Linked DNA regions of Mus musculus: all the other regions are linked to region 1. Evidence: chromatin contacts called from public HiChIP or PLAC-seq data. All regions are on one chromosome and are shown on one strand. The core of a region is the stretch at or near the end of the contact, and the rest is flanking DNA. Distances in the headings are between cores, read along the strand shown. Region 1 has its middle 2.9 kb from the start of Gm31515. Region 2 has its middle 24 kb from the start of Atp2b4. Region 3 holds the start of Atp2b4 (ATPase, Ca++ transporting, plasma membrane 4).

Region 1 (3,208 bases), core at 372-2,871:
GCTGGTCCAACCCCGATTCACCTTCTAGGGTTTGTTTGTTTGCTTTTTTTTTTTTTTTTTTTTTTTTTTTTTTGAGCTCTGCTTCTCTTCTTTCTCCTGGTCCTGACTTGCATGCTTCGCTTTTCTGGATGCTTGCAACAGCCTCCTCGCTGGCTTCCAGCCAGCCAGCCCTACGAAGAAGAATCAGAGACAGCATGCTCAAAAGGACCAAACCTCTGTTAGCTTAAAACCGCTTGAGGATGATGTCAAGCCCGAGGTGGATGCTCGAGGTTCTCCTTGGTAGCCGGCGCCGCCTGGGTGGCCAGGCTTGTTTCTGCCATGTGCTATTTCAAGCCTCCATCCTTGCTCATGCCTTTCCCCCTGCTTAAAAGCCCTGGGCACCACCCACTCCTTATTCTTCAAGAGTTCCTTTACTTTTTTTTTTTTTTTTTCTGGAAATACTCAGCCCCTACACCTACTCTCTGGGGTAAGACTCTGCCTCTCTGTGTTCCCACAGTGCCCTACCTGATTCTGCCTTCTTACCCTGTTAGGACTTGATCACACTGCTGTTGTTATCAGCACTTTAAGGCCTGTGGTGATGAATGACTCATTAGTGACCCCTGACCCTACAAAGTGCCCTGCATCCAGAATCGCCCACCTGCAGGCAACTTGCAAGCTGCAAATAAAGGGGCCAGAGAGGAAAGGGAAGAAGCTAATTTTTTGCAGCCTGATTTTCTCGGCCGAGTTGTCGTCTGTATCCTGTGGCCACCCTGCTTTTCACAGCAAACGCAGCAGGCTTAGTGGTTAATTCCTGAGAACTCTCTCACCCGGGTTCTTTCTCACCTGGTAAAGTTGTTGGCTGTGAAATTTCACCAGTGGGAGAAAGGGAGAGGGAACGTTTCTTTGGGATGCCCTAGGGTTTGTTCAATTGTTCAGATTATTGTATCTCCCTCCTTATAGCTATGGGTGCATCAAAATTGAAGAGGAGACCTCTGACTATACCATTTCAGTTTGAAAAAGGATGACGTATTCCCTTATGACTAAATATAGAGCATGAGTCTGTGCTGATGCATAACTTAGGCAAATGCATGTAAATCCCTTGTGGACGCCCGGGATCCCTGTCTACTGAGTCACAGCGATGGGAGGTTCTCTCCTGCTGGGACCTCCAGTCACAGACCTAACACTGACCCAGTGGGCAGCCGCAGCAAGAGCAGAAGGCATAGGGACTGCCACCCTGGGTCAGGCAGGGTCATGGGACTTGGGGGTTGAGCTGCTGCGGGCATTCGTTGGCGGTGGGGCAGGTGCTGCTGGACGTTGATTCCTTTATAACTCTCCCCAACCTCTCTCTCCCCGTCGTGAACCTGGTTCCTGTTTTAAAGACACTTCTCCTTTCTGCATGGATTTTCTCTAAAGAAAAAATGGCTTTGAAATCTGCTCTTCCTTAAGTCATCCACCAGTTCAAACCAAACATGGCAGGAGGTATCCTGGCCTTTGGGACCACTCCTTATCCTCCAACCCCACCCCCAGCCCCCACCCCCCACCCTGGTTTTCTCTTTTCTTCCAGATGAAAATTTGGCCTCTACCTGCCCTCGTGATTGGAAAAAGTGGCGTCAACTCATCAAAGCAGAACCAGGCTACTACTTAGTCCTTGATCTGTGGGTTACCGGGAAGGCCCAGGGTTACCCAGCCCTTTCTGGTCCCAGCCAGAAACTGGGGGGTAGGGTTCTTTAGTTGGTGTCAGGCCTGCCTGGGGCAGAGAAATGGTGGAGAGAGACTGGGCAAGGGAGGAGGGGTGGCTTTGAAAAGGAATGTGTAGGGGTGACATGGTTAATGTCCCAGGTGAGCCAAGCTGGAAGGGAAGGTCAAAGAGAAGTGACTTGTTTCCTCAGGCTGGCTGCCTCCTTGTGGATGCTGAGGCCAAGCCTACTGTACCCTCCTTGCTATCTCTGGGGGGCTGGCACGCGGGGGTGGGGGGTTCCTTGGCAGAGGGTCAGAAGAGGCAGGAACTTGTACAGTTGAGAGGGAGACCTGTATCGTTGAGGGGCCTGCTGGGCCAGTTGGTAGAGTCTATTGGTCATAGACAGCAGAGTCCACGCAGAGTGTCTGTTTCCAAGGTTAAGTCCAGGTTAGCATTTTGAGGACCTGGATTCTCCAGAGATATGTTAGGGACAGGGGCCTATTCCAGAAGTTGCACGTGGAAGGGATAGAAGGAAGGAGGCTGGACAGAAGCCAGCTGAACTGCGGTCCTGTCCAAAGGCTGGCAGAAAGAGGGAAGGCACCTTGGAGTTCAGCATCCAAGTCTGAGGCAAAGCTAGGCATGGGGGTGCACATCTGTGATCCCACCACTCAGAGAGCTGATGCAGGTGGAGTGTGGTGAGTTCAAGACCAATCTGGGAATCCGCTAGGCAAGCACTGTACTACTGAGCTTCATGGCTTGGCCATTTCTTCTTCCTTTAGCCATGAAGCAGAATCTTAAGGAGACACCTGATTCCCTAGTCCAAGCCTGCTTCTCCTGGCTTCCTGTGCAAAGCTTCGGCCTTCTCTAGCCCACGGAAATGGGAGGAAGGAAGAAATGGGTATCACTTCTGGGCAGCATCTTTGAGAGAAAGACATAGACTTCTGCTCTCCCTGTCTAGACCTGTCCGTGACGGCAGGAGCAGGCATCTGAGGCCTCAAGAGAGAATGCACACATTGAGGGTAGCAGGCTGACAAGACTGGCTGAGCTTGGGTCGCTATGACTGTGGAACTGCCAAACTGAGTCCTGAGCTGCTTCTCCTGAGACGTGGCTGAGAAGGGGTGTGCCTCTATCCTAGTTCAGCCTGTTACCATGACAGCAACCAGATGCCTGTCTTGTTTTGTTTGTTTGTTTGCTTGCTTGCTTGCTTGCTTGCTTGCTTGCTTTTGAGACAGGGTATTGTCATGAGGCCCAGACAGGTCTCCTCCTGCCTCAGCCTCCGGAGCATTAGGATAGGAGGTGTGCAACATCATTGGAATATCTACCTCACTGAGCAGAGGACACAACTGTAGGGACAGAGATCTTACCATGTCAGCCAGCTTTATGTGGGACTTGGGTTTCATGAGCAAGATGACTCTTCTGAGCCTAGACATCCGGACCTCCTATCTCCTCTCTCTTCACTGATCTCAACGGAGGTCAGGTGAGGTTGCTAGGGCTAAGACTCAACACCTTCCCCCAAGACTTGTTGCTTTCCAGTATACAAAGGACCCACAC
Region 2 (3,565 bases), core at 751-3,250, 79 kb before region 1:
AGCATGCCTGCAATCCCAGCACTCCAGACAGGCAGATCCTGAGAGTTAGAGGTTAGCCTGATCTACAAAGTGAGCTCTAGGACAGCCAAGGCTGTGTAGAGAGACCGACAGGAAAACAAAAACAGCAAAAACAAAACAAATTGCATACATATGTATATGTATATATCTGAGACAGAATTTTATCAATTTCTGAGCATCTGGTCTTTATGCAGGAACTTTTCAAGCTGCTGGCAAATTATAGCACACAGGCCAAGATGGGAGGATTGCCTGGCTTTGTAAGTAACGTTTTATTGACACAAAGCCACAACTATCATCTAAACAGCTCCCATGACCACTTTCAAGGCATAAGTGCACAACTGGTAGTTATGAAGAGACCCTATGGCCACAAGGCCTGAAAAATTTACCTTTACAACAAAAGGCTTGCCAGTTTGGCTCTAGTCTCTAACCCTTTATACTTCCATATTTCTTTTATCTTCATCTTTTCCATTTTTTCTGTCAAAATTTTCAGAAAAAGTTCGTTTACTAACTTTGTCCATAGCTTTACTATCCTATTTAAACTAGACACTTAAATGTTCATTTCTGAGAGTCTGGGATTGTACCTCTGTGGTATAGCATTTGCTTTGGGGTTCCAACTGCAGAACCTCTGAAAGAGCAAAGGTCATAAAAACCAAAATGAATGTTGTGGGAATGGTGACTCATTTTAGTAATTCCAGTATTTAAAGGCTGAGGCAGGAGCATTACCATGAATTCAAGGTCAACCTCAGTTACAGAGTGAGGTAAAAAAAAACAGTAAAAACCTGGGCAGTGGTGGCATATGCTTTTAATCCCAGCACTCGGGAGGCAGGTGAATCTCGGTGAGTTCAAGGCCAGCGAGGGCTACACAGAAAAACTCTGTCTTGAAAAAAAAAAAAAAAACCAATATGAATTTCCTTTGCTCTATTCAGTTCTTCATCATATCTGCTTGTCAAGCTGAGTGTCCTGTGTCTCCATCATGCTTCCATTACCCTGCTGACTCTGGTTATCCACCGTTTCTGTGAGCCTGGTCTGAATCAGCTCTACTGCTCAACCTCATTGGCAATCAGAGGACCGTAAATGTAGAGCAGGAGGAGAAAGAGGGCACTCGGCTTCAGGTCAGCCTGTGTGGGGTACATAGCAGGACTCTTGGAGAGTGTAGGAGTGGGAGTGGTGGATTGGGGGTGAGGAGGGGAGAGAGAGGGGAAAGAGAGAGGAGAGAGAGAGAGAGTATGAATGTGTGTGTGTGTGGTGTACAATGAGGGGGAGGTTGGTGTGGGTGGGGCAAGTGGTAGAGGAGGGGTGTAACAAAGAAGAGAGGGAGGAAAGGGGGTATTAACCATGTGTATGGTCAAAGCTACCAATCGTGGCAAGGCCCTCTGACATGAACTCCTATTGTCAACACAGCTTTGAACACATGAGCCTAACTAGACTTTTATCAATGAATGAAATTCTCGATAGAGGATGATGTGGTTGGGAGAAGGCATAGCCAAGGCAAGCAGAGCCGTTCTCCACTACTGAGTTAGAGGCATTGAAGCAAGGGTGCCATTAAGTTGCTGAGGCCTGGTCTCCCTCTTTGGGTGGGGACTGTAGAGAGTCATTACATTTCACAATGGAAGGAGGCTCAGTTGTTCCCACATGCCCGAGTTCGCATCTCCTCTGGGATCCACAATAAAACAACCTAGGGCAGAACGCAAAGCCCTTCCAGGTCAGACTTGTTGGGTTCTAAAGGAGACCAACCCCACGTAGGCTCTGGAGGCCCGGGGCTGTGACTAGTGCAGAGGACTTGTCCTATGAGGATCTCGCTGCCGCCCTTGCCTTGGGCGGGCACACAACGTCTGGATCTGCTGCTCCCTGCCCGCTGCTGCAGGCGCCCTGGCGCAGCTGGCTCCCAGTCTGAGGATGGTGAGCAGCTGGGGAAACACAGGCCTAAGCCCCTGAGGCCTGGCTCAGCCCAGAAACCCAAAATAACGCGACTAGCTCCACCCTGGCAGCAGTGATTGCTCAAGAAGGGGACCTGTGACTCACAACACAACAGCCAACCTAGCGGCCCAGGCCCCACCCTCTCTTTTCCCACCAAACTCTGGGGAAGGCCCTGCCCCACCCTCCACTCTAGGGACCAAACCTTAAACAAAAACGGGTGCTGTCAGCGGCTCTAGCAAGGTTTCTCTGGAGGGCCCCAGTGCAGGCCCCAAGACTCCTGGGAGCACAGCTCCGCACTCTGCACCATGCACGTGCTTAATCAAAGCTGTAAATCAAGGGATACCTGGTATTAGCAGATAGGGGCTGAAAACCAGGGTCCACTCTGAGGTGTGAGCTTCGAAGATAACACTGGGCAGAAGAGAGAGCCCAGAGTCCCCCTCTCAGCAGCATCGATGAGGCTAGGCAAACCGGACAGCATCCCCTGAGTATGTGGGGGCCTGAGATCCCAGAATGGAAACTAGGCAGCCTTCTCCATTACCAGTGGGGACCACCAGTTTTAGTAATCTCTTTTTTTTTTTTTTTTTTTTCAAATCTGGTAAAAAAAAAAATCTGCCTGCAAATCGCAGTGTTTTTAATTTCCCAGAGAATGTCAGTCTAGATCTCACACTCTACATTATCATAACAATTCTCTGTGGTTAGAAGCAGATGACAAACGGGGGCTCAGAGGTTAAGTGGTTTACTCTCTAGCTAGCTGTAGGGTCAAGAGTGGAATTCAGTCCCCGGATCCTCTGTTGGACCCCCAGGATTCCCAGATTTCTCCTCCACTTTGAGGAGGACGTTTCTCTGGTTCAGTCTCCCTGTTTACACTACATCATAAAGAAGGCCCACTGCACCCAAGGAGTATTCAGTTTGTAGGACCTGGAGATATATCTCCCAAGCTTCTGGGAATCGGGAGCCCAGGACACTCACTGGACAGGATTCCTCACTCCAGCCTTCAAAATAGTACTCTGTACACCTGGAGCCATCCAACGGCATAGGAGAGAATTAGGGAGATCAACCCATTCACAGTTCTTGTCTTGCAGAATTTTTTGCAACAACCCAGTAAGGTATTCAGAATTACATTATTGGATACTTTAAAAAAGATGAAAGACAGTATTTAGAGCTAAGAGACACATTCTGTTCCTTCTCTTTGTGTGTTGCTGCAGGAGGAACCGAATGAGGTAATAGAATAATAAAAGACTTCTGTGTTAATCATGGAAACCCTCAAACATTTCCTTCCACTTTCTCATCCATCTTCCAAAGCCACCCAGGAAGGAGGAAGACAGTGAAACCTCTCTGCTGCCAGGGACAGATTATTTGGACAGTGGTCCAAAGTCTAGCCAGAGTTAACACATCTTGTGAACCAACCTAAGGCTTCATGACTCAACCTGTGGTTCTGCCCTGGACCTGTGCCAGCATTCTTTGGATAGCCTGTATCTACCACAGAAGTCCCAGGGATGCTGCATCACTCTTGAATTCAAGAAAACCAGTTGGTTACAACCTCCAACAGGCTGGCATCCAGACTGATTCGGAACTACCCTGTGATGGTTTGAATATGCATGGCTCTGGGATTAGTAGCACTATTAGGAAG
Region 3 (3,232 bases), core at 90-2,589, 100 kb before region 1:
TCCTGCCTGTACTGTAGAGTGAGCTCAAGTCCACTCTGGGCAATGTACTGAGAATCTGTCTTAAATTAAAAAGCAAAACAGTGGGCTGAGGCTACAGATTAATGTCGGGGCGCTGTACAAAGCCCTGGGTTTGGACCCTACATGGTGGGGAAAAATTTTTATTAGACAGGGTTAAAAAAAATCAGAAACTCCAAGACAGAAAATATTAATTTATCCAAATACATATTTATGATATGCCAACCCATTTCTGTGTACAGTAAGGTACTCAGATGGCTGGAATACTACTTCCTGTCGTCTTTTCTCATCCATTGAGCTTTAAGATCAGTGTGAGGAAGATGTCCATCTTAAGCTCTTCTGTAATCAAAATCTAATTAAGTGAGGACATTGACTATACTGATAAGTGCATCTACATAATAAATAAGGACCCTCCATACGATGGACCGACACAGAAGTAGGAGGAGAGAATGACTCAGAGATCACAGTTCCTAAACGTGGTAGAGGAGGAAAGCTCTTCATGCCCTCCCTCAGTGGCCACCTCGGCTTTAGAGGTCTGTGCTCTCCCCACCAGACCAGACACAACTTATTGGATCTCCAGAACCGGACTTTCCCTAGAAGCTAGACAAAAATATTTCAAAATCCTACTCACTGCCCCCAATCCCCAACCCTTGAAATGGCCTTTACCTTCTATAGGGGAGGTTTTCAGTCTAGTGCAGATTTCCTGTACCCCTCCGTAGTGGGCACTGATCTGGGCCACTGCATCAGCTCCACGAAGCTCCATGAGCTTTCGCAGGTCCATTAAGGTGCAGCCAAACTCCCCTTCATGGCTCTCAGCCACTGTGTTGGCTGACACGCTTTGTCCTGGTGGATTCGTCATTTTGCCTTCTTCAGTTACCAGACTCTCAACCAGAGAAGATGTAGAGTTTCCCCTCTAACTGATCAGTGTCTCTTGCCTTCTATTCGCCGTTTCTTCCCACTTCTTTCTTCTCTGGGAGGTCAGTTAGGGGATAAATTGACAATATCTCGTGCAATAAGTTTCAGAGTAGCAACACCCGGCCTAGATCCTTGCTTCTGTATTAAGTCTACTAGTGAGAAGAGGAAGAGGTTGGGGGAACTTAGTAAAAGATGGACGTGGTGTCACGATGATTGGTGTCCTCTGGGTGGAGATGGGAATGGTTGTCCAGAGTAGGTAGGTTCCTAGTTTAGACTTCTTGTCCATATAGAAGTGTAAACAGGATAAGCATGTTACCATGGAAGCAACCTTAGCAACAATCAGCAATTACGATGGTAGGCTGGCGTCAGGAAAAAGAGGAGGGCTCCCTGGATAACGATGAGGGCTAGGCCTCTGGAATAGAGATGCAAAAAAAAGACAAAAAGGAACAATTAGAACAGCCATGAGGATCCAGGATCTGCAAGGTACTCTCGAGAAGAAGGGTTTAAATGACAGTTGGTGGCTGAACGGAACTGAGAACTGAGGCCTGAGCTCAGTATCCAGGCTCATGGGAAGCCCTGGGTAGGCCTGCTGGCTGGGAATGTAGAGGATTTATCTCAGAAACATCATCTTTAAGCCTTATTTCTTCCAAATCAAGGCACACAAAATAACTCAAGGAACTCGCATATAAAAGGTTATAACCTCTAATGCTCCTCCCCTTCATGGGCTGACTGACCTATAGGATACATTAGTCTGGCCTTACCTGTAAGATGTGAGAAGAATCAGAAAAGGAATCTAGACCCAAGGGGGCTGAAACATGGCTTGCTTGTGCACCTTCTACTCCCAACACAGACATTTACAATCCAGAAAGACAGGCTGATAAAAGGTCTCTTAGAACACTCAGCCTTCAGTGGTATGAAAATTTGGAAACCTACAGCAGTTATCTGGCACCAAATTTTGGTCTCAAGGCTAAGCCCTCGCAGAGGCTTTTCCTGGTAAGAAAAGAGTGAAACACGCTAACAGTTTATGACACAGGGTGGATTCAGTTTTTCTATAAGGGCCAGGTGGAGCTCTGGGAAGAAAGATAGTGAGTGTTCAAGTTTTTCCAGTGTAGGAGAGATAAGAGAACAGTCTGTTCAGCCCATAGACAGGTCCCAACACTGTCCTCAGGGTAAGGGAGCAACCAGAGGGGCTCATGTTAGCATAGTGACACATCAGAGAAAGGTAGGCATTTTTCCCTCAGCAAGATAGACGTTAGCTGGAGCACATACTGGCTAGGGTGTGCAGGCACAGCTAAGGGTATGTGGGGATGAGAGGGGCTGAAGGTGGCTTAGAGACTGAGCTGAGCCCTATGCTCAGCTGCAGACAAGGGCTGGCTACATGTTATATATCAGCTCCTCCGATAGGAGAGGCTCAAGTATGTAGGGCCCCATTCTGGTGAAATAACCACCCTGCAATTGGTCGATGCTGCCAGGGTCTGGCAAGGCACTCCAATTGGCTAGGTAATAAACAAATGCTTTTTTTTTTTTTTTTTTTTTTTTTTTTTTTTTTTTTTTTTGCTTCTAGAAGGTGAATACAACTCTTGAGTCATCAGAGAAGAACTTGGCTCTTTTTATCAATTTATTTTCTCCAGAAATCCCATCTGGCCAAAGCTCCTGACTGATTTCAACCAATCCTGTTTCAGGCAGGTTCCTCTGGAATGGAGGTTATCCCACTTCTGCCCCTCAGCCAGCATGTTCCATCCACCTCCCCAATACCCCGACTTACAACAAGTTAAGCAAGCAGGGAATCCTGAGAAGGTTCCCTGAGGCAGTAGGTGTAACTCCCTCATTAAGACTGGCATAGGAGCAAGACCCACACTAGCAGTCCCCTCCTATTCAAATCCCGTGGAAAGAAGACTTGAGTACAAGAAGAGGGCACACATTCACAAACTATGCTATCATAATTGCTTAATTATTCTGCTAATTATTTTTGTTAATTTCTTACTATACCTAGTTTATTGTGCATGCGCACTTGTATGCACACACAGGTATGTGTGCATTTTTATGTGTATACATGTGCTTAGAGGTCAAAGGTAAACTTTGGGCTAGGGTCTCTCATTGACCTAAAGCCCCCCATAGTCTAGGCTGGCTGGCCAGCGACTTCCAGAGATCCTCCTGTCTTTGCCTATACCCAGAGCTGGGATTTCAAGCACATGCCACCACCCTGCCTTTTTATGTGGGTGATGGGGGCTGAACTCAGGCCTCCAGCCTTGCATGCAAGCATTTTACCAACTAAATTCTCTCCCCAGTTTCCATGCCTAAT

Evidence for each region. HiChIP or PLAC-seq counts read pairs in DNA pulled down with a chosen protein or histone mark.
Region 2: a contact with region 1 is called in an HNF4G HiChIP or PLAC-seq map of pancreatic cancer cells. The contact joins two enhancer-like sites. A contact is called at or near these places in 3 of 484 Hi-C or Micro-C datasets (bone marrow-derived macrophages, cerebral cortex and memory CD8 T cells) and 6 of 115 datasets of contacts at active chromatin or transcription factors (the HPC-7 cell line, bone marrow-derived macrophages, effector CD8 T cells and 3 more).
Region 3: an HNF4G HiChIP or PLAC-seq map of pancreatic cancer cells shows a contact between it and region 1. The contact joins the promoter of Atp2b4 here to the enhancer-like site in region 1. A contact is called at or near these places in 8 of 484 Hi-C or Micro-C datasets (bone marrow-derived macrophages, cerebral cortex, cranial neural crest and 4 more), 15 of 115 datasets of contacts at active chromatin or transcription factors (the HPC-7 cell line, bone marrow-derived macrophages, craniofacial prominence and 8 more) and 5 of 9 other capture datasets (adipose tissue, embryonic tail, liver and 2 more).

What each region holds. Positions count from the first base shown.
Region 1 is chr1:133,855,165-133,858,372 of GRCm38.p6, forward strand. No RefSeq gene overlaps it. Among named protein-coding and RNA genes, the nearest start is that of Gm31515, 2.9 kb to the right of the region's middle. Within about 2 kb of position 1,622, at least 118 of the 459 cell types and tissues checked have an H3K27ac peak or open chromatin away from gene starts, as enhancers often do. A contact at or near this core is called in the HPC-7 cell line, adipose tissue, bone marrow-derived macrophages and 7 more, where this site is marked.
Region 2 is chr1:133,775,876-133,779,440 of GRCm38.p6, forward strand. It overlaps a transcript of Atp2b4 not described here. Among named protein-coding and RNA genes, the nearest start is that of Atp2b4, 24 kb to the left of the region's middle. Within about 2 kb of position 2,001, at least 56 of the 459 cell types and tissues checked have an H3K27ac peak or open chromatin away from gene starts, as enhancers often do. A contact at or near this core is called in bone marrow-derived macrophages and pancreatic cancer cells, where this site is marked.
Region 3 is chr1:133,752,408-133,755,639 of GRCm38.p6, forward strand. It overlaps Atp2b4 (ATPase, Ca++ transporting, plasma membrane 4), which reads right to left and starts at 1,340. Exons shown (of 20, transcript NM_213616.4): 1 at 682-1,340. The coding sequence starts at 874.